Linked DNA regions of Mus musculus: regions 1, 3, 4, 5, 6 and 7 are each linked to region 2. The links are chromatin contacts, called in public promoter capture Hi-C maps. All regions are on one chromosome and are shown on one strand. Each heading gives the region's core, a stretch centred on a gene start, on an enhancer-like site or on the middle of the called end of the contact. The rest is flanking DNA. Distances are from core to core; before and after follow the strand shown.

Region 1 (2,921 bases), core at 312-2,811, 1.5 Mb after region 2:
AGGTCTTATGTAGTTGAATCTGACCTCATATTTATAAGCCTGCCAGGTGTGCTGATACACACTTTTCTTTTCTTTTTTCTTTTTGGGTTTTTTGAGACAGGGTTTCTCTGTATAGCCCTGGCTGTCCTGGAACTCACTTTGTAGACCAGGCTGGCCTTGAACTCGGAAATCTGCCAGCCTCTGCCCCCGCCCCCCATGCTGGGATTAAAGGCATGTGCCACCAATGCCTGGCACATTTAACAAACAAACAAACAAACAAACAAAAGTTTGAGGGGGCTGGAGAGATGGCTCAGCAGTTAAAGAGCACTGACTGCTCTCCCAGAGGTCCCGAGTTCAATTCCCAGCAACCACATGGTGGCTCACAACCATCTGTAATGGAATCTGATGCCCTCTTCTGGAGTGTCTGAGCATAGCTACAGTGTCCTTGTGTATATATAAAATTAAAAACAAAACAAAATAACAACATAGGTTTGAAACTCCCTATGTGGCTTAGGCTGGTCTTAAGCTCACTCAAACTACCCATGCCACACTGTCCAGCTCCAACACCCGAGCAATTACTATTAGTTATAATGCCTGTACTGGAAGGATCTGACAGGGTCAGTAGCTAAAAAACAGTAAAGCCTTTTCTACTAAACTAACATCTTAGCCTCCTGATTCCTGGCAGCTCCTTTTCCTAGCACATTTAATAGTTCTCAAGTCGGATGAATTTTAGCCTGTCGGTGAAATTTGTCCTTCTAACCTTTCCTCCCTACAAAGAACCTCTGTTAGTCCTTACCAGAGGAGTGGTGGCCTGTACGTCCATGTAGAGAGGTCGCAGCACTGCCTCTGCCTCTGAGTGAACAGGCGAATGGGGGCCATGATCTACAACTAACAACAGATAGCAGTGGCAAAGTGAGAAACCGTGGACGAAGGGCACACAAAACAACAGATGGTCAAAGCTTCTTTGAGGTGAATTTAAGGAAGGCGGAGGTCCAGTGTCAAAGTAAACAAACAACAACACGCGCTGAAAGACATCGAGTTAAGTAATAGACACAGGGTTCTTGGAAAGGGCGCGGGCAGCAGCAGTCGGGGGCAATGTTTAAACTACATAGCACCGAGTGGGACGAGCTGTAAAAAGCAAAGCCATTTAGAAGAAAAGTGAAAAGCGCAGGTTCCTTCAAAGGTTCACGGCAGGAGGAAGCTCATCTAGCATCTTTAAGACTTGGTCAGGAGAGAACTGAAGGATGAGAATTCCGCTCAAGGGAAGTGCGGAGCAGTATGTAAGGGCCCTCCCGAAAACAAATAGGAGACCGGGCGACGGGAAGGTTTAAGAGACTGGGCGATGGAACAAGGCGGGTAGGATCCGCAATAATGCAGTGCTTAGCAGCACCGACCCAAGGGGGTTCGCTCCTCCAGAAACCGTGGGAACGAAAAGGAAAGGGAACGTACCGCGCAGGCGCAGTCCCCGGGTGGGCACCGAGGACCTTCCCAGGGCCAAGGAGGTAGCCGCCAACGACGCCCGCCTCCAAGCGGCTCGCAGCAGCATGTTCCCAGCCACAGAGCCCACCATCCGCGGCGCTTGCAAGTCCTCAGCCCATGCTCCCGGAAGTAACTGCGCTGTGCTCCGGAAGCGATCCCACGGACCGCGAGCGCCCTCCGCCTAGCATTCGGAGTGAGACGTCGAGCTGAGCGATCGCAGCGGAGAACGAGGTGAGGTGGGGCCCGACAGTGGCCTGCGTCGCGCGTGCGGGGTCCTCCATCGCGAGGGTGGTGGAGGCGTGCCGCGGGCTGGCTTCTGACCCGGGTGCTATGTGACCCTGCTGTGCGTCCCCTGGCCGACGCCACGGCTGGTGACCAGGCCCTCACTGTCCTAGCACTCTCGCCGCAGATGCCGGTGGCCGTGGGTCCCTACGGGCAGTCCCAGCCCAGCTGCTTCGACCGCGTGAAGATGGGCTTCGTCATGGGTTGCGCAGTGGGTATGGCGGCCGGGGCGCTGTTCGGCACCTTCTCCTGTCTCAGGTGAGCCTCGCGGACAGAACTTCCTGCCTTCCGAGGGCTCCAGAGCCCACTCAGACGAGGTTGAAAGCACAGGATTTACGGATCTGAGTTCTAAAGTCAAAATGGCTTTCTGACTCCTTTGTTAGTTCAGTGTTATTGAGTTTAGTGGAGTACTGGACACTTACCTCCACTTTTGTAAGAGCCAATCATATTAGTATGATTTACATTATCTGGCACGTCGTAATTACTTAGCGAAGGGTTATTATTGTTGCATGGCGTTTTAACTCCCAACTGCATGTAATGAAGCAAGCCTGATGAGAATTAGGTGTAGTGAAATATTCTACCTCTGAGATAAACTGCTATCACATTTGGATACTGTGCTTATAAATTACTATTTACCCAGCACTAGTTTAATTGTAGTGCTAAGTACTGTAGTTAACCACCGAGCATTAGCTGTGAGCACCTTAAATCCACCAGCACTCTGGACGGAGTGGCAGATTCCTGAGTTCGATACTAGCCTGGTATATAAATGTGAGTTCCAGACAGCCAGGGCTGTTACACAGAGAAACCGTCTCAAAATAAATAATAATAATAATAAATAATAAATTAAAAAGTGTAGTTACCGAGTCTGTAATGTCCATTTTACACTTTATGCAGTTTATAAATTGCAGCGCTTGACTCAATCTAGGTTAAACAAAACAAAACACTAAGGAATTATCTAGAAGAAAACTGGCTACTCAATGATAAAATACCATAGAGGCACAAACACGACTGCTTTCTTGCCCATGTACTTCATTATCTCTGCATCTACAAACTAATGCAGCATTCAGCACAGGTCCTAGAGACCCTAGATAGATATTTTCCTTGTCATTGCTAATCCTATGTGGGGAAGAGTAGCATTTTAAGAATGACAAATGAGATTGTCAAGCTGTTAGTGCTTAATA
Region 2 (2,868 bases), core at 366-2,865:
TCCTGTGTCAGCCACTATAGACAGACACTGCCCCTGGCTTTCAGCACCCTTTTAAAAACAAGAGTCCCGCAGAGGCAGGCGGATTTCTGAGTTCGAGGCCAGCCTGGTCTACAAAGTGAGCTCCAAGATGGCCAGGGCTATACAGAGAAACCCTGTCTCGAAAAAACCAAAAAACAACAACAACAAAACCAAGAGTCCCAATGTAGGTTCAAATTCTTCCCCAGAGACGGATGCCAATTGTGTGGTAAGAGTATTTAAGTTAAATTTGAGTTTTCTAATATAATCCCCCCAAACATGACTTTCTATACTCCTAGAGTGTCTTACTATTATTGTGACCAAAGCAACTCGGGGAGGAAATGGTTTACTGAGCTTATACTTCCATATCATTGATCATCATGAAAGCAGGTCAGAACTCAAACAGACAGGAGGTTTTTTCTTTTTCTTTCTTTCTTTCTTTCTTTCTTTCTTTCTTTCTTTTTTTTTTTTCAGTGCCAGAAATACAATTACATTCAGGAGGTTTTTTCAAGTCAGGGTTTCTCTGTATAGCCCTGGCTGTCCTGGAACTCAGTCTGTAGACTAGGCTGGCCTATAACTCAGAAATCTACCTGCCTCTGCCTTTGCCTCTGGGATTAAAGGCATGTGCCACCACATGGCAGCCCTCTTATCTCAGCCTTTCAAAAGATGTGAGATTATAGGCATGAATTGCCAAGTCCTGTTTAAAACACACATCTTTATTTGAGTGCCTGTAGTCAGCTGGGCCCTTTATATTCCTATCTCACTTACAAACTCTTTTAAGAGGACTTGTGACAATTTCAAATTTACAGCTTTGGAAAGCAAGAGGAAGTAAGTATCTAAATGAATATTCGAGGCTGATTTTGAAGCTTTGCTGTTGAATTACACTGCCAAGGTGGTTAGTCTATTTTAGGTTTCAGAAGGTCTCTTAGGTGAATAAAGAGAATGACAGCTCATCCAAGTAGAGAGAACTGACCGGTCTGGTAAAGTAAGCTAGTTAGACAGCCAGTTTCCTGGGCTTGATTCACTGACATATAAATTAGGAACAGCACAGATCCAACACTTCAGAGGCAGAGACAGGCCAGCCTCTGATCCTTAGGAACTTCAAGGCCAGCTTAGGCTACATGAAAGTCTGGTTCCAAAACAGACACACAAAATAGGAACAGCATTATCTGTTGTAAACTGCTTTAAGAATCAAATGTGATTATGATTGTAAAGTACTATGTTCCAGAGATCATAGAAAATGAGTGATGTTGTTATCACTATTACTTCCCGTGCTGTGAATTAGGTCCAGGGTTCTATCACGGACCAGCACAACGAACCCCTCTTTTTGTAATAGTTATTTCTTCTCTTCCTGGTCTTTCATCTCTACGGAACACATTCCAAAGAGACTACATTTTCCAGCATGCCACATTGCCCTTTGACCTCTGCGAGACTAAAAAGATGCGCCATAGTACGCCAGGAGCCGGAAAACTCAGACTCCCGGCTTGCAGCGCGCGGTCCTCCCTTAGACTCGAGGGGCTGCGGGCGCGTGGTGCTCTGGGAGCTGTAGTCAGCGGCGCGTTGCCCTGACGCCGGCCGGGCCCGGGCGTGGGGGCCTGTGGGAGGTGGCGCGGCCGGGCCCAGCTGCGGGGCGGAGGTGGAGGCGAGGCCTGCGGCTGCGGGGAGCGGCAGGCCGGGAGTGGGCGCGGGAGCCGAGCCGAGCCGAGCCGAGCCGAGCCGGAGTGGGCGCCGGAGGCCGGCGCGGCGAGCAGCAACCATGTCGGTGTTCGGGAAGCTGTTCGGGGCTGGAGGGGGTAAGGCGGGCAAGGGCGGCCCGACCCCCCAGGAGGCCATCCAGCGGCTTCGGGACACGGAGGAGATGTTAAGCAAGAAGCAGGAGTTCCTGGAGAAGAAAATCGAACAGGAGCTGACGGCTGCCAAGAAGCACGGCACCAAAAATAAACGCGGTGAGACGGCTGGGGCCCCATCAGACTCTCCACTGGCTCTCCTAAGGCTCCCCAGGCCCGGACTCCACTTTGTCTAACTCGTTTCGGGGTCTCTCTCGACTCTGGAACTCTCCGGCCAGACTTCTTTCGTTGTCCAGCCGAGCCGGGGATCCCTTTCCATCTGACTCCTTCTGGGTCTCCTTGAGCCGGTTCACTTGCATCATCAGACTCCCTTCAAACTCTCCCTACCCTGGCAGGCCTCTTCTGACCCAGATCTCACAGCACTTTAACTTTGCTCAGTCTGTTCCACTCTGTTCCATTGTATTCTTTTCTCTTTGGCCTCACCCATCTTCCCAGCCACTGCCTCTACCCCCACCTTGGTTCATTTCTTTGCCCCACCCTATCATTTATGTGTTTCTTGGTCCACCTCTGTCCTCTCCTGAGCCCTTGGTGACGTCTGAGCTGCCTTCTGCCCCTGACTTAGGAGTCTTCTTGAGAAGCTTCCTTTATGGAGAAAAAAGAGAACTGGGGAGTGAAGAGACCCTCTGGGACCCGCTCTGTCTGTTCACTTGTTGAGTGTACTTGTTAAGTTTTGAGTTCCACATCCACCGGCTAGGAGCTGGCCACTGGAAGACCTAAGATGTCGATAACCCTGTGATTCTCAGAGCTTCCGTGTTGTAAGCCTTACCCTCTTGTGACTCACCACTTCCCCGTTCCTCCTGAACCAGAAATGACGAGGACTCTGCCTCTGTTGACCCAGTCCTGTTGTTGATTGGAACTTGAAAGCTTCTTTGCTTCCTGTCTAGGAATCGAAACTGTCTAGGAAGTACCTTGTAGTTTTCTTCAGTGAGATGGATGTGAAAATGTGTGAATGACTGTAAAGAAAGTCAAAATGCTCATGTGTGTTTTTGTTACAACAATGTGAGCA
Region 3 (3,035 bases), core at 125-2,624, 1.9 Mb after region 2:
CAGCCAGTCTTGGTAAAGTCACCCGAAGAAGAGACTGAAGGCCTTTGAGAATCCTGCCTTTATAGATAAACAAGCTTACAATCAGGTCGGGAAAGTTGGCAGTACAAGATTAGAGGAGGGTCACATCTTGGCTATGGTTAGTGAGGAGATTAGAAGTAGTATCTATGTATCTCCCAGTAGCTCTGGCTCATGGTGGAGTTCTGATGTACAGAACCACTGAGCACAAGGTTAGTGTACTGGCTCTTCCTGGTTGTCAACTTGACTATATCCGGAATGAACTACAATCCAGAATTGGTAGGCTCACAGTGACCCTAATCTGGAGGCTGGGAGATGCAAGTGTCTGACCTGGATAATGGCATGGAAATCTTGAGGCATAGTGGTTATGAATCCGAGAAGATTAAGACAGGGGAGATCTCTGAGTTTAAAGTCATGTGGGACAAAGCAAGTTCCAGATCCAGGTGTGATGGCACACACCTTTAATCTGGGCACACACTTTCTGCTGGAGACCTACATAAGGACATTGGAAGAAGGAAGATTCTCTCTCTCTCTTGTTCACCTGCTTGCCTTGTGGGACTGAGCAACTGCTAGATCCTTGGATTTCCATTCACAGCTGCTGCTCACCATTGTTGGAGAGCTGGACTACAGACTGTAAGTCATCAACAAATTCCCTTACTATATAGAGACTACCCATAAGTTTTGTGACTCTAGAGAACCCTGACTAATACAGCAAGGCCTATGGATAGTCATTTACTATACACATCATTTGATTTGTTATTAAATACACAGTACATTTATGAGGGCTATGTGCTAGGTTCTAAGGAAATAGAGAAGAAAAAGACAGTCAGGTTTCCTCACTCAGTGCACATTTATAGCTTGACTGCTGTATTCTGTAAGGCCTGGAAAACACTGGGTGGTCATTTCCAGAGGAACTGCTGTGTTTGCGTTTGAAGGGACTGGTTCTCCCTTCAGGCAACAGCCTTGGTTCTGAAACTAGGGATGAATGTGTCTGGAAGCCGGGACTTGGAGATAATAGGGAACTTTTGACATGGTGACCGGCATAGGAAATGTGGCTAAAGAGGACCAACCATGACTGAGCCAGTCTGTGGCTACTGTGTGCCAACACCTGAACCATGCTTTGGCCAGCCCGTGTCTGCTTGAGACCAAAAGGACTGTGGATGGTGAGTATGTTTCTGGACGGGGATATAAAGTGGATAGTTTAATTAAAGTCGTTATTTATAATTCGGGAAGTAAAACGAAACAGTAAGAAGAAAATGAAGTGCTTATCGTGAGGAACCTGGAAGCACGGGCCATTTCTTCTGAGACTCGGGGCTCCGCCGGACTACTTTTTCCGTAGCACCTATCCGGCACCAAAGCAGCCGAACTTCCGTCCCGTTTCCGCGGAACCGGAGCTTGAGGTGCTACGGTGAGTGTCGGCCCTCGGTGCGCCTTTCGGCCTCCGGTTTCCTTGTGTGTGGTCGGGCCACCTCGCTTCTTGTCTCAGAATCGCGCTGGCGGAGTCTGGCTTTGTGAGCTGGTGTCTGAGGAGGCCTTTCTTCCTGAGAACCCGTCCCTGAGGACACCGTGGTCAGGGTCTCTGGGGCTCCCGAAGGAACTTCCCCCCACACCCCTTTAACTGTAACCAGAGAACGAGACTCACTCGAGCTGGATCTGCGTGGCTTCCGGTAAGTCACCTACCCGGCTTCCTGGCTTTATTTAAAGTGCATATTATCGTAAGTTAAAAAAAAAAAATTAAGCTTCGTGTGTATGCTAGGCATCAGGGACTCGAGTCTTGTGGGCATGACAGTCTTCAACCAAGTACACAAAGTTACACACCTGTCCCTGGAACTGAACGGCAACAGGGTAGCCAGAGTGTCATCACCAACATTTGACTTAGTCCCGGGTCGAGGAGGCTTTACTAAGATTAAAAAAAGAAAAATAATTGTGTGACCAAGTGCTATGGGTAGAGTTTTCTCTGGTGTGAGGGTAAGAAAGAAGCCAGTGTGGTTAGAACAATCCTTCGGATTGGGGTGGTATTAAATTAGCTGAAGAGTTGCCCAGGGAAATTCATGCAGCGTTTTCGGGCCATTCCCTAAAGCCAGATAGAGAACGCATTGAGGACCAAGTACTCTCCACTCTTGGAAGGCGGTGAATACGCTGAGGAGTTGTCTCTGTATTGCAGGCTTGTGAAGAGTATTCGTTTGTGTTTCAGACTTTTTTTTTTTTTTACTGTGAACTACAGTCACAAGACTTTTATGCTGTGATCACATGTATATACAAGCACATGTCTTCTTGGAACCATTCCTATCCTTGTTACTTGTGGCATTCCAATAGCTTAAAAGTTCTCTTCTTGGTGCTGGAGAGATGACTTGGTGGTTAAGAGACTTGTCTGCTCTTCCAGGGGACCTGGACTCAGTTCCTAAGGGCGCCATGGTGCTAAACCCACCTCTAACTCCAGTGTCAGGGAATTCAGCATCCTCTTCTGGCTTCTGTGTAACTTTTCTCATTATTTCAGATAGCTTTCTGTCTAAAAATGATTTCCTTCCTTCTTTCTTTCTTTCTTTCTTTCGTTTTGTTTTGTTTTGTTTTTTCGAGACAGGGTTTCCCTGTGTAGCCCTGACTGTCCTGGAACTCACTTTGTAGACCAGGCTGGGCCTCGAACTCAGAAATCCTCCTGCCTCTGCCTCCCAAGTGCTGGGATTAAAGGCGTGCGCCACCACCGCCCGGCTAAAAATGATTTCTTAACTCAAGATACATCTTGCAGTTTGAAAAAGAGTGCTAATTTAGAGTCTTTTCTCCTGTTTTTTTAGGTAAAGACAATGAAGTGTGCTCCTAATATTTTTTTGTAAAAGGATTTTTTGTTTGTTTTAAATAAAAGAGTAAACATCAAGCAGCACTCGATTTTTCTGCTTGTGTATTTTGAGGCCACTTCTGTGTAAAATACAAATATCTGGTTTTCAGTAGTCTTATTCTGTGGATATTTCTTTTGGGGCCCAGTAAAGATCCTGGGTAGTGCCTGTAATCTGAGTGTTTTGTCA
Region 4 (2,774 bases), core at 4-2,503, 1.5 Mb before region 2:
TTGTTAGTAGACATTTATGCAGAAAAAAATCCACCACGGTAGTAATCAGTACTGACCACAGTGGTGGTCAGAGCTCAGCTGTTCCTTGCCAAGGTGCAGAAGAGATAACTAAAAATCTTAAGACCAGTTTTGGCACAGTACTTAAGCAATGCTGAGTTTTCTGTTTAGCCCGTGGCTCTCTTTATGGCTCAGGATGGTCTTGAACTCACCATGCCTTCCTTCCTCAGCATCCTGAGCGCAAAAATTACCAGTGTGAGCCACTGAACACGGATAATGATAAAGATGATAGTAACGATGATGACTGAGGCAAGGTCTCACATGTCCCAGGATAACCATGAACTCTTCTTGCTGGACCTTCTGAGTTTGGGGATTACAAGTCCCAGTGCTAAAGATTAGGCAGGCTATCTGCTAAATTAACTATATCCTCAGAACTCATTACTACTCTCTTAACAGCTTTTTGGATCCATCTAAGAAGACCGCACTGGCTCTTTGTACACTTTACAGTGGTATATATGAACCAAACAGTCTTTCTCCATTATGATCCTTTGAGTCCTCCCCAGACCCTTTTAAGTCAATACTGGAAAGTTAAGTTTAAGATGGTTAAGTGACTTGCTTCAAGTCATACATTAAGCCAGTTAGAATGGAGAAGTCCACATTGAAAAATGTCTCCTTTCACTAAGTGTTCTGCTTTTCATTCACTCATTTAACAAAGCATATTGTTTGGGACACCTACCATATGTGTGAAGGAATGTACATACGTTATATAATGACAATTATTTATTGAATACTTTATATGATTGTGTCAGTGGATACTTAACATAAGCCAATTATAAAAATAATCTAGAGCTGGGCGTGGTGGCGCACGCCTTTAATCCCAGCACTCGGGAGGCAGAGGCAGGCGGATTTCTGAGTTCGAGGCCAGCCTGTCTCGGAAAACCAAAAAAAAAAAAAAAAAAAAAAAATCTAGAAATCTCTGCCCCATTTCACTGACGACAAAAACGCAGTGTAAGGGAAAGACAGAGTCCTACCTTCATAGTTATTACGGCCGATTAGTAAGACTATATTATAGTCAAATAAATATTTAAACATATAATTACAAATTACTCTAAATCAGAAGCTGTCAGAGAGGGTTTACCATGCTTTCCGTTTCACAATTAAGGTCCCGGGTAACCCTGGCAACGACTCTTTCTGCCAATACTAAAGAAAGCATCCAGGGAGCGCGCCTATTTCCACACACCCCCATTACCCACAATGCAAAAGGAGTAGGCGGAGGAGCGGGTCTGCCAGAAGTCAATATGGCTCCAATAGTTACACCGTACGTTCTCTTCACCTAGTCAGAGACCTCACTGCCAAGGCCAATCTGCCAAGGAGAAATTAAGCTTCTTTTACCTCCTCACTACTGCGACTACAGAAGAATCTGAAGCCAGGAGTCCCCTTAGTGGAGCTACACTCCGTAACCACAGAAGCACCACTTCCGCTGACGTCATCACGCCGACACGTGGATCCAAGATGGCGGCGGCGATGGTGAGTGAAGGAGACTCCGGGAACCGGAGCTGGAGCAGGGCCCCCCTGGATAGCCCAGGACCTTCCAGCGCCCCATGCCTGGTTCCCAGCCTCCTCCAGAACCCCTGCTCGGGTTACCCTTGACTGGGTCGGCCTCTACAAAGTCCCTTTCTCTAGCCTTGGCATGGCATCTAGGCTTGTCAGGGCCTGGAGTTTTAGGGGAGGTGCCGCTTGGAAGGAAGACTTCGGCTCATGCCTTCACGGTTCTCATTTCAGCTTTCGTTCCCGCCCCTTGTCACCCCTATTTCCCATTTCTTCCCCTCCAGGCTTTGTCTCCTCCCGAGAGGCCCCCGTTATTTCTGCCTTCGCTCCTCCTCCTCACGTTCATACCCAGCTCTCCACATACCCATCAGCCTAACCAGTCTGCGGGTGCCACCTTGCTCGCACCAGCCCGAGCCTTGTCCTTACCTGCACCCTCAGCGGTTCCCATAGCGCATCCCGCTTGATTGCTGCTGTACCAGGGCATCCCATGCCCATCATCCCATCCCCAGGCCCTGCCCTTCTCCTGCCTTTTCTGTCAAAATCTGTCTCTCCTAAAGTGCTTTTATCCGATTGGTTCTTAAACCCCACTGTGCACGGGGATCTTGGGTTGTTGGTGGGGAGGCATGTTTAAATAGTTTCCTGAGCATCACTCCCAAAGATTGCAATACCTTAGGCCATGCTCAGGAATCTATAGTCTCACAAACAGTCCTGTGTTTATAATGGAGGTGGTCCCTGGGTTACCGTTTAAAAACACCTCTGGCCCTGCCTGTCTGTATCCCCCTCCCACTCCACACAGCTCCTTACAGATAAAGGGTCACTATCATGAAGCTGACTAGAATTAAGTCTCTTTGTGGATGAGAGTGGAGGTAATATACCTGTGCCTGAAGGATGAGTCACTAGCTGACTTCTGTTTATCAACCACAGAATTAAGTTTTTGAAGGTCAGATTTTCTAAGAGAAGTTCACCTCAAATTCTGTTTGCCAAGAAATGAGAACAAAAGTCGAAAGTGAATTTTCCTGGGTGGTCTTGTACATTGCTGCCTCAGAAGATAAAATTAATTCCATCGTGGTAGTGAATGACAAGAAAGACTCAGAGAAAAAGCTTGTGACATTTGACTCTACTGAAGGAAAATTCTTGCTTAAGTTATTTGATGTTGGTTTTCTCTAAACAGGGCCAGGTTAATTCATGAAAGGAGTCTGTCCTGTTAGCAGACGGCTGACTTTTTTTTT
Region 5 (2,940 bases), core at 69-2,568, 1.8 Mb after region 2:
TGGAGGTCCAAACCAGGCCTCCCCTTCTGGATTTATCTATTCAGCTGTTTGATTCCAATCTGCTCTTAGCATCCTGTAGCAGAGTGGTGGGGGTGGGGAGGAGGAGATGGGACCGCAGTGAAGAACCAGAATTACTGGCCTAGCCTTTGATTCTGTGCTACCTGGGGCAGACTCAGGTGGATCCCAGCTACCACTTAAGATAAGGTAAGGTCACAAGAGGTGAAGGTGTTTACATTTTGGAGTCATTTGCCTAGGTTGTTACCCATGCAGAGGCCTCTAATAAAACCCGGTAAGTTCTTACATTTACTTCTTCCTTTTCTTCCCTTCAAAGTCTAACAAAGGAGGCTTGGTATTCCTGGCCTTCTGAGGTCTGGCCCTTGCTCTGGGAACCCAAGCTCAGTTTCTTCAGCTAACCCCATAGACGCCCTACCTTCTATGGATACTATTCTAGGTTCACTGTTTTCGTTACTTTGTCCTTTTCCTATGCTTAGCTTTACGTGTGTGTTCAAAGCAGTACCTTCCGGCAGGAGCCTGTAAGGTCCAGGGCGGATATAATCATAATTCAGAGAAACGCTTGACTTTGGGCATGCTTGGGCCTGTGGGTCCCCAGGGTCTTGGGACCAGGGGCTCGGCCCTTGCTTCCAAAGAGTGCCAAAGGACTGCCACCTCAGACTGGTTGGAAAGAGCTGCGTGGTCCTCCACAGCTCCGCAGCTTAGGCCGCCCGAACAATAGGAGGGAGGCTGAAGGGTAGTGGGCGTCGGCCAGGTCCCTGCTGGAGGGAGTGGAGGCCAGTGGTGCTGCTGGTCCCCCAGGTTAGCCCAGGCTACCGGCCTGAACGCCAAGCTCTCAGTCAAAGGCGAGGTGAAGCAGACTTGGTGCCGGTGGCGACTCTCTAGGAGGTGGAGTAAGGCCGAGCCCACGGGGCTGGGACCTGGAGGGAGAGGAGGCTCCGTGGAGAGTCTCGTCTTCGTGGTCCCGCTGCTCGCCTCGGCCTCTGAGCTCTGCCTAGGCTCTGGTGGGCGTCTGTCCCACGTGGGGGAAGCCAGCGGCGCGGGCTCGCGGGGCGCACACCCCTCCGAGTTCCCCTCCCTGGGATCGGACGCGCCTGCTCCTGGGCAGCTCGGCTCTTGGGGCCAGTGGGTCGCGCTCGCTACTCGCACACCCTTCGGACGCTGCCTGGCCCGGATCGCCGCCGCCTCCTCCCAGGGAGCTGGCGGGGCGGGGCAGAGGGGGAGAGGGGGTGTGCGGAGCGGGCGGGGAGGGGGCTGAGCGCCGTGGGAGGGAGCGAACGAGCGAGCGAGCGAGAGAGCGAGCGGGGCATTTCTGCGCAGCTCCGGAGCGTCTTGGAGCCTGCCTGGGCGGCCACTGGACGAAGGGACTCAGAGACAGACAGACAGACGGCTCCCGGAAGCCGCGCCGCCGCCGCCAGGTTAGCAGGGCGCGGAGACCGAGCAGGCTGTTGCTACGTCCCGAGCTCGCGTGCTGGAGGACGTGCGTGGCCGAAGCTACGATTCGTGTCTTTGCGGGTACGTGTCGGGGTCCACATCTCCGGGTGTGCGTTTAATGTGAACGCGCGTGTGTCTGTGGGTCGGTGCAAGTGGTGTGTACGTGCGTGTGCATCTGAGTAAGGGGCTGGGTGGTGTACTAATCTGGTAAGGGTCTGTGTGCCCTGGTTTGCTTATCCGGAGATGTGCCTAGAGAGGGTGTGTCCCAATGTGTAACAGTGTGTACATCTGGATGAGGCAGTGTGCCTATGCTGATGATGGCTTCGCTTGTGGCTGAAGCCTATGGCGGGTGTATGTGAGTGTTCGTGTGTGTGTGTTTCGCTGTGTGCACGCCAGTGTGACTCCCCGTGTGTGTGCGCGTGTGAGGGCGGGTGTGCACCCGCGTAGCCCCTGTGTGCGTGTGCTCGGCTTTGTCTCCGCACTGCCGGGAGGAAGGGGGTGGGGGCGGCAGCCGAGGCGCTGGCGTCGCCCGGAGCCCGGCACTGGCCGAGGAAGTGGGTAGCAGCAGCGGCGGGGGCGTCTTAGCTGAGTGGAGACTCCCTGCTGGCAGGTGGGCAGCCACACCCGGGGTACGGGAGAGCCCTACTGCCAGTGGAGCCTGGCTCCCAGCTGAGCTGAAGCAGAGGGCGTGGCCTGCTCAAATCCCGGGTGTGTGTTTGTGAGGGGTGGGGTGGGGGATTAGGTGTGAAGAGGGTGTGTCTGTGCGCAGGCATGGGTGTGGGTAGAAGCAACAGAGGCCCCTCAGCGGGGTTCTGTGATATGTTTCCTTGCTGTGTAACGACCATCACCCTGGCCAGCTACAGCCCAGCCTGGTTAGGTACCCTCCACCCTCACCCTGGACACTGTTCGGAAGGGCAGCAGCCTAGGTACCCTACAAAGACTAGTAAAACTGATCACTATCTTAAATGGCCAGCGCCCCACTCCAAGGAATCCCCTCTCAGAAGGTCTTCATACTTTGAGAGAGATGTGTTTCTGTATCTCTTCCCCCATGTTTTGGGCACTGCATGCATGTCTAGTCTGGGTGAGTGTGTGCATTCTCCCTGTATATTTCTTGTGCATTTAGGTGCATTTGTACATTTTACTGATGAAGAATAAACAAAATATCTCTGGATGTATATGTGCATTTGTTTTGATAAGTTCTGGTATATCTGGTTTGTTTTTTTTTTTTATGAGTGTGTAAGCTGTTTGTGTATTGGCGAGCCAGGATGGGGACAGTAAGAGAAGTGCCATTTTGCTGCTAACTGGAACAGAATAGAAAGCCCCCTATATTTGAAAAACAAGATTACAGGGAAGTTTGCGGATTTAGTCACTGTCTGCCGGGTTCAGATACTGGTACTGAAATGTAGGTAGACTAGGTTTGACAAGGATCTAGAGAGGCTGAGAATCTTACAGAGGGAAGGAAGGAGGACGTGCAAGCCCAGCCTTCCTTCTCCT
Region 6 (3,013 bases), core at 96-2,595, 1.5 Mb after region 2:
GTTCACACTGGAATCAAAGGTGAATTCATGGGAGTAGAGGTGAGATATCGTTAGGCAAGTCTACAAAGAGAGATAGATGGGCATTTATTCATCACGCTGAAGTGAAACTACTGCACAATATTATTACATCAATAGCATATATTTACTTTTGTAAGTTACACGTATTGCATCTCTGATAAGGTAATCAAGAGGGCTCCGGGAAGGTTAGTTTACATTTCAGCAGTAGTTTCGTGAATAATGCTAAATTAAGAAATATATTAAAGCTCACTAGCGTGTTTTCTCACCTTCTTGTAAGGGGCCTCAAGCATGGCTTCAATATCAATATCGTCTGCCATTTTCTCTACTCGCCTGGGGAAGAACAAGACAGTCCTGTAAGTACACCTGCAATTCTGCTAAATAATAAAATAAGATAAAATGTCCCCTTGATCTCCCATCCTCAAAGCCTGAGAAAACTCCTTTGAAAGCGCTACGATGGCTAAAATTGTGCGACGCCCATCAGACAAGGCTGCCTTGGGTACGCCAAGTGTCACGTTCCTTGTACCTAAGACAGGAGCAGGACTCCAGGTCGAATTTCAAAAGCCCGCCCGCGAGCGGCTAAAAGCGCCCCCAGGAAGGATGCAGCGGAGCGCTTCCTCACCGCACAAAACCCGCGCTGCCATTTTAGCGGCGGAGGGAGACTCCCTCCGCTGGGAGGGGTTGTGTACCACGGCGGCGTTCCACGGGCGCCATGTTGGGAGGTCGCGACCAGCCCCGGCCCTCGGAAGGACAGATCTTTATCTGACCGAGGTCCCCACGGAGGTCCCGGCCGCTACCAAAAAACGCCCACGACGTCCTTGCCCGAGATGAAGGGCACGGCCGAGGAGAGGTGACCCCACCGTACCGGGAAGGCCCCCTCCCCCTCTGCGCGCCGAGCAAAGCGGCGAAAAGCCTCGGCATCGCGGAGCACCCAGCTCGGGCAGGCGACCCACTCCCCGCCGGCCGCGACGCCCCGTACCTGTGCGGGCTTCCGCGCGCCTGTGCTCGCCACGGGAAGTCGGCTGCCGCCGCCGCCGCCGCTGCTGCTGTCGCTACTGTTAAGCCACTAGGCCCAGGCCGCGGTACCGCCCAACCCGAATATCGGGCCCCGAGGGCGTCTAGGCCCAAGCGAATCTAAAAGAAACAATGGGATTAAAGGAGCCCGCGACGGAGAGCAGGGCAGCGGCTTCGGCAGCTCAGGATCCACCCCTGCGACAGCGTCGGCTAGCTCCCTGAAATGGCGGCCGCTGCTCCTCCGTACTCACAGTCACCAACACATACACACACACAAACACCCGGGGTCTCCCGGAGCCGCAAGCACGGGCTCTCGCGAGAAACTGCCCCGGGTTCCAGACTGGAAAGCACGAACTATCGCGAGATCTCTCACCGCGGCTCCCGGCGACCGTGGCCCAATCTCGCGCAATGATTGCGCCACAGATGATCACAGTTTCCCTTCCCCCAATTCCGAAAGGCTTCTCGGACTCCCCCGCCAGAGCTGCACCCAAGTCTCGCGAGGGTGCGTCCTCTATCGGGCAAAGACAGTTGGTGCCCTGACTGTCAATCTTTGGGAGGATTCCTTGCTGAGTGGTGCATCGTTGCTGTCATCCTGGCTGGTGTCATCTCCTCGCTGGGTGTGAAGGTTTCCCCTCTCAGAGCCGACCCCCACCCCGGACACCCGCCCTCCCACACAGATGGCTGTCAAGGTCGCCATAAGGCAACCTATTATAATACATATGGCTGTGGGCTAAGACAGTCGTGTCCAGACCCACCAGTGGTGAAAACGCATGCAGACAAGAACGAGCTGTACACAGGGGAATGGGAATAAAAAGTACGATTTTCTTGTCGTTTGGTGTCACCAGTTAGATGTGGGCTCGATAGTGAAGCTTCGCAACACCCTTGGAAACCGGAGGCGGTGGCCGGGCTGGGAAGAAACCGCAGTGTGTAGCTTTCTAACCCCTGAATTTAGTCGGGCTCTGAATCGGGGTGGTTTGTGACTTTAAAAGGTCCCCTCACTTTTCCCTAGGATTTTGACTGTGTGAATTTACCGCTTTTGTTTAATTTTTGTTGGATTTTATTTGGTTTGCTTTTTGTGTATTTGGGAGTGGTTAATTCTGTGGTAGAGAAGCTGAGTGATCATTGGAAGGTTTTTTTTTTCTCCCACTTTTACATAATAGAAAACGTTTTGAAATAAAATATCAAACCAGTCTGGAAACCTATCAGCAGCTTAATAATTGAGGGTATAAAAGGTCCAAAATGTCACACCTTGCTTGGTGTAGCCACTCCAACAATGTGACCTTGAGCAAGTAAATTAAGCTCTCCATATATTCCGATTCCTCCTCAAGGGGGGAATATTATAATTAGTAGCAAGGATAAGCTTGACACTAGCCAAGACTGCAAATATTCACTAATTCCCAAGTTTAGCAGGGGATGTATGTCCAGGTGGACTCTCCCTGAAAGCTCGTGAGGAGTAGGAAGAGCATGTGGAATGATGACAGGAAACTTCTTGGGGCTGGCAATGTAATACAGTTGGCAGGTGACTTTTCTAGCATGCCTGGTAGAGCTTGTCTATAGTTATGCACTCAGAAAACAGAAGCAGGGGGATTTCTGTGAATTTGAGGTCAGCCTTATGAGTTCCAAAAAATTTAGCTGATCTGGCTTTCTCTCTCAGATGTGGCACACTGCATGAAATCACTGATAGTTTCCTGCTGAAAGATTAGGCTTTCCAACTTCCCTTGTGGACTACTGAAACTTCTCTGCTCCTATAAGGGGCTACAACCTGTCTTCCTCTATAGGAATGTTAACCATAGGGTGAGTGGTGACAGGGATGCCCCTTCACCCTGAATAAGCAGTGGTCTTGCCTAACTAAGGTCAGACCAAGCCCCTCTCTGTCTTCTATCTCTCTACAGGAGCCCTTAATTAATAGTCCTGTCCTGGGCTGCCAAGTCAAGGACAACGCGTGCCACACAGTAAAAGGCTATGAAAAAGGTAGAAGGGGGAC
Region 7 (2,873 bases), core at 352-2,851, 1.7 Mb after region 2:
ACATTTAACATACGTTGGGCACTTCTAAACATCTAGATAGACCAGATGTTTCAAGTAAGGACTGTTGTCCACTATATACACAGCAGTCAGTAAATGGCACACGTAACAAGAGTAATTACAACTTTAACACAAAATGTAAAAAAAAAAAAAAAAAAAAGTGTTGTTCTACTAACTCTACTTTGTCATACACTGGCAACCTCTTTAACATCTAGAGTGACTAGATGTTGTAAATTAGGACCCCTTTGTCCTTTACATACACTATGTACAAAGAAAAGCCAAACAAAATGGGATAGTGGGAGATAGTGGTTCCTTTCCACTCACGGACCACAGTAGCTTAGAGCTCTGGATTTCCTTCTGGGAACCAGGGCACAAACACAATGCGGTCAACTCAGGAGAGGTTTGGCTTTTCTTCTCCAAACAATAATTCAAATGAATCCTAACAAAAAGGTATTTACAGCATGTTTACTACTTATAAAATATGGCAGGCACTTCAGAGCAGCTAGAAAGACATTACCCCCAAAACCTGGCATTTTCAAACACACTCAAATACACACACACAGGCACACACGCAAACATGGTGTGGGGGGTAAGAAATGAGGACTAAAATGCATACACAATACAATAGGATAAAAAAGAGAGACACGTCTTCTTCACACGACCAATCTGGCTCCGGGCCTCTTCTTCCTCCTGCTGGATCCTCTAAGGTACTGAACAAACAGGGACGAGTGTCGCTCCTGGGTCTTTCTAGAGGCGGCCTAAACAATTCCATTTCAAAATCACTTGCAGAAGACGTGTCCACGATCTTCTTTTTATGGCGACTGGGTATTCACGTCATCTCCTACCTCTCCTTTACCCTGCGTCGGCAATCTCTACAGTTAGACGTCCAGATTTAGCCAGAAGTCTAAAAAGGGTCGGGGGAAAGGTTGAGAGCAGCTTTTTCATATTATATACACAGGACTTCTACGGCGACAGCGTTTCCGAATGGCCGCCTGCGGTTGTCGCGTCTCGGCTTCTCTCGGGTGGAGGGAAGACCCGCGGCCCAAGAATCGATCGTTCCTCTCGCCGTGATTCGGGGCCCCGCTCACCTTCGTCCAGGCCCATCGAGGCCTCGGTTCATCCAGGTCTGCGTGCTCGGCCACGGGTGGGCCTCCCGTCCCGAGCCGGCGATGGCAGAGTGTTCTTGCTCAGACCCGCCGCCTTAGGCCGCAGAAGCCCCGAAGGCCCAGCCTTGGCCTTCAGGTGGATGCCATTCTTCCCGTCATGCCACGCTCGCCGCCACTTTCGAGGCGTCCTCGAAGGCCTGGCTGGGACTCCTCGGTGGGCCCGGCCCTGGAGAGAGGGCGCCGGTGGAGTCGGGGAGGCCGCCGCCATGCAGGCGCATCGTTGGCAGGGCAAGAGTCGCTGCGGAATGGCCGCGTGGCCTAGCCGGTGGCTGCCTCGAGGGCGAGGGCTCCTGGCGTCCGCAGAGTAGGGACCGAGGCTGCTCCCGGGCCCCTCGGGCTCACCCGGCGCGGGCCGAGGCCGTGAGGGGCCCGGGGCGAAGAAGGCCACACTCCCGAGCTCGCTGCGCTCTCTGCCGGAACTGACTTGGCAATTCTTCTCGCCCAGGCTGGAGCGGCACCGGAAGCCCGCAAAAACACCACCGGAGAGCTAACGTTTCCCCAACTGCAAGGTTCCGGCCGGGAGCGGGGGGGGGGGGGGGGGGGGGGAGCCTGGGGTTGGGGGCGGGGGTCTTTTTTTCTTTAAGTCTCTTTACATCTTTTGTAGAGACTAGAAGGCCAAGGGGAGAATAAAAGGCCAAAAGTGAAAAAGAAAAAAAGAAAAAGCCCACACTAGCAGTCCCAGCAATTTGTGATACATTATAAAAATAATTATAGGCAAACGCCTAAGGGCCTGAAGTACTACACTAGTCTCACTAGAAGTGGTGTTATAAACTAATTACCTAGTAAGATAGTGAACTGCTTGCCTCTTATCTACTCAAATACAACCCCATAGAATTTATTATTCCATGAGGCTAAGAAGGCAAATCGGACCCCTCCCCCCACATCACCCCTCTCACAGTTTCTGTCCACGGTGGTGTGTGTGTGTGTGCGTGTGTCTGTCTGTCTGCCTGCCTGTCTGTTTCTGTCTATCTGTGTCTGTGTAAAAGTTTTAGATGCCCTGGAACTGGAATTATAGACAGCTGAGCTGAGCCATCTCTCCAGTCCCCTGGAACAAAGTCTTGAAGGAGGCAAGGGATAACATAGTCTCACAGAGTGTGTGTAAAGAGCCTCCCTAACAGAAGAGAACAGCAAACAGTTAACAGGCTATGAAATGGACCACATAGGCCTTACCTGCTCCACAAAGAGCTAAGGCCAGGGAAGAGAGGAGGGTTGGATCTGGTCAATGAATACAAGACAGAAATGAGAGCCACTGAAGGGCTTTGAGATGTGCCATGAAAGTCAGCGGAATCAGGGACAAGGTCAGAGATGAGAGCCCTTACAGCAGATGGTGACGTATGGTATACAGTAGTTCTCCTGACCCTGGGTTCCCTTTTTCGTTTCAGCTACCCAGAGGTGAACTGCTTCCCAGAAACACTAAGTGGATAATTTCCCAAATAGTCACTGTGTACGTTTTACATTGCCCATAGTCCATGATGCCCCATACCATCCTTCCAGGATGTAATGTGTGCTGTTGTTTACTGCTTCCACTCACTGGTCAGTTAGTCACTCTCTCAGTTATCCGACTGACTATGATCAAACCACACAGCAAGTTCCAGGTTGGCCAAGGCTGTGTAATAAGCACTCTTCTGCCCCACAAAACATGCCAATGGCAACACTATCCTTGGGCCTGGAGAGATGGCTCAGCAGTTAGTGCTTGCTCTATCAGTGGAC

What was found. Promoter capture Hi-C pulls out the DNA fragments that hold promoters and counts their contacts.
Region 1: a contact with region 2 is called in a promoter capture Hi-C map of pre-B cells, with 5 times the contacts expected there. The contact joins the promoter of Romo1 here to the promoter of Chmp4b in region 2. A contact is called at or near these places in 6 of 39 promoter capture datasets (3T3-L1-derived adipocytes, the HPC-7 cell line, fetal liver and 3 more) and 1 of 484 Hi-C or Micro-C datasets (B cells).
Region 3: a contact with region 2 is called in a promoter capture Hi-C map of pre-B cells, with 6 times the contacts expected there. The contact joins the promoter of Aar2 here to the promoter of Chmp4b in region 2. A contact is called at or near these places in 3 of 39 promoter capture datasets (the C10 cell line, liver and pre-B cells) and 2 of 484 Hi-C or Micro-C datasets (B cells and CD4 T cells).
Region 4: a contact with region 2 is called in a promoter capture Hi-C map of liver, with 5 times the contacts expected there. The contact joins the promoter of Tm9sf4 here to the promoter of Chmp4b in region 2. A contact is called at or near these places in 7 of 39 promoter capture datasets (the 3T3-L1 cell line, the C10 cell line, hippocampal neurons and 2 more).
Region 5: a promoter capture Hi-C map of liver shows a contact between it and region 2, with 4 times the contacts expected there. The contact joins the promoter of Epb41l1 here to the promoter of Chmp4b in region 2. A contact is called at or near these places in 2 of 39 promoter capture datasets (both in liver).
Region 6: a contact with region 2 is called in a promoter capture Hi-C map of pre-B cells, with 5 times the contacts expected there. The contact joins the promoter of Rbm39 here to the promoter of Chmp4b in region 2. A contact is called at or near these places in 5 of 39 promoter capture datasets (the HPC-7 cell line, erythroid cells, liver and 1 more) and 1 of 115 datasets of contacts at active chromatin or transcription factors (cardiomyocytes).
Region 7: a contact with region 2 is called in a promoter capture Hi-C map of pre-B cells, with 4 times the contacts expected there. The contact joins the promoter of Norad here to the promoter of Chmp4b in region 2. A contact is called at or near these places in 2 of 39 promoter capture datasets (liver and pre-B cells).

The regions. Positions count from the first base shown.
Region 1 is chr2:156,142,592-156,145,512 of GRCm38.p6, forward strand. Romo1 (reactive oxygen species modulator 1) reads left to right here and starts at 1,562. Exons shown (of 3, transcript NM_001164216.1): 1 at 1,562-1,689; 2 at 1,868-1,998. The coding sequence starts at 1,868. Nfs1 (nitrogen fixation gene 1 (S. cerevisiae)) reads right to left here and starts at 1,595. Exons shown (of 13, transcript NM_010911.2): 1 at 1,429-1,595; 2 at 776-867. The coding sequence starts at 1,549.
Region 2 is chr2:154,655,411-154,658,278 of GRCm38.p6, forward strand. It overlaps Chmp4b (charged multivesicular body protein 4B), which reads left to right and starts at 1,616. Exons shown (of 5, transcript NM_029362.3): 1 at 1,616-1,961. The coding sequence starts at 1,772.
Region 3 is chr2:156,546,202-156,549,236 of GRCm38.p6, forward strand. It overlaps Aar2 (AAR2 splicing factor homolog), which reads left to right and starts at 1,375. Exons shown (of 4, transcript NM_026661.4): 1 at 1,375-1,682.
Region 4 is chr2:153,160,048-153,162,821 of GRCm38.p6, forward strand. Tm9sf4 (transmembrane 9 superfamily protein member 4) reads left to right here and starts at 1,254. Exons shown (of 18, transcript NM_133847.3): 1 at 1,254-1,524. The coding sequence starts at 1,510.
Region 5 is chr2:156,419,773-156,422,712 of GRCm38.p6, forward strand. It overlaps Epb41l1 (erythrocyte membrane protein band 4.1 like 1), which reads left to right and starts at 1,319. Exons shown (of 25, transcript NM_001368800.1): 1 at 1,319-1,527.
Region 6 is chr2:156,178,893-156,181,905 of GRCm38.p6, forward strand. Rbm39 (RNA binding motif protein 39) reads right to left here and starts at 1,346. Exons shown (of 17, transcript NM_001291114.1): 1 at 995-1,346; 2 at 285-348. The coding sequence starts at 335.
Region 7 is chr2:156,391,378-156,394,250 of GRCm38.p6, forward strand. Norad (non-coding RNA activated by DNA damage) reads right to left here and starts at 1,602. Exons shown (of 1, transcript NR_024329.1): 1 at 1-1,602. The region is part of intron 2 of Gm14170 (a long non-coding RNA gene); the gene reads right to left.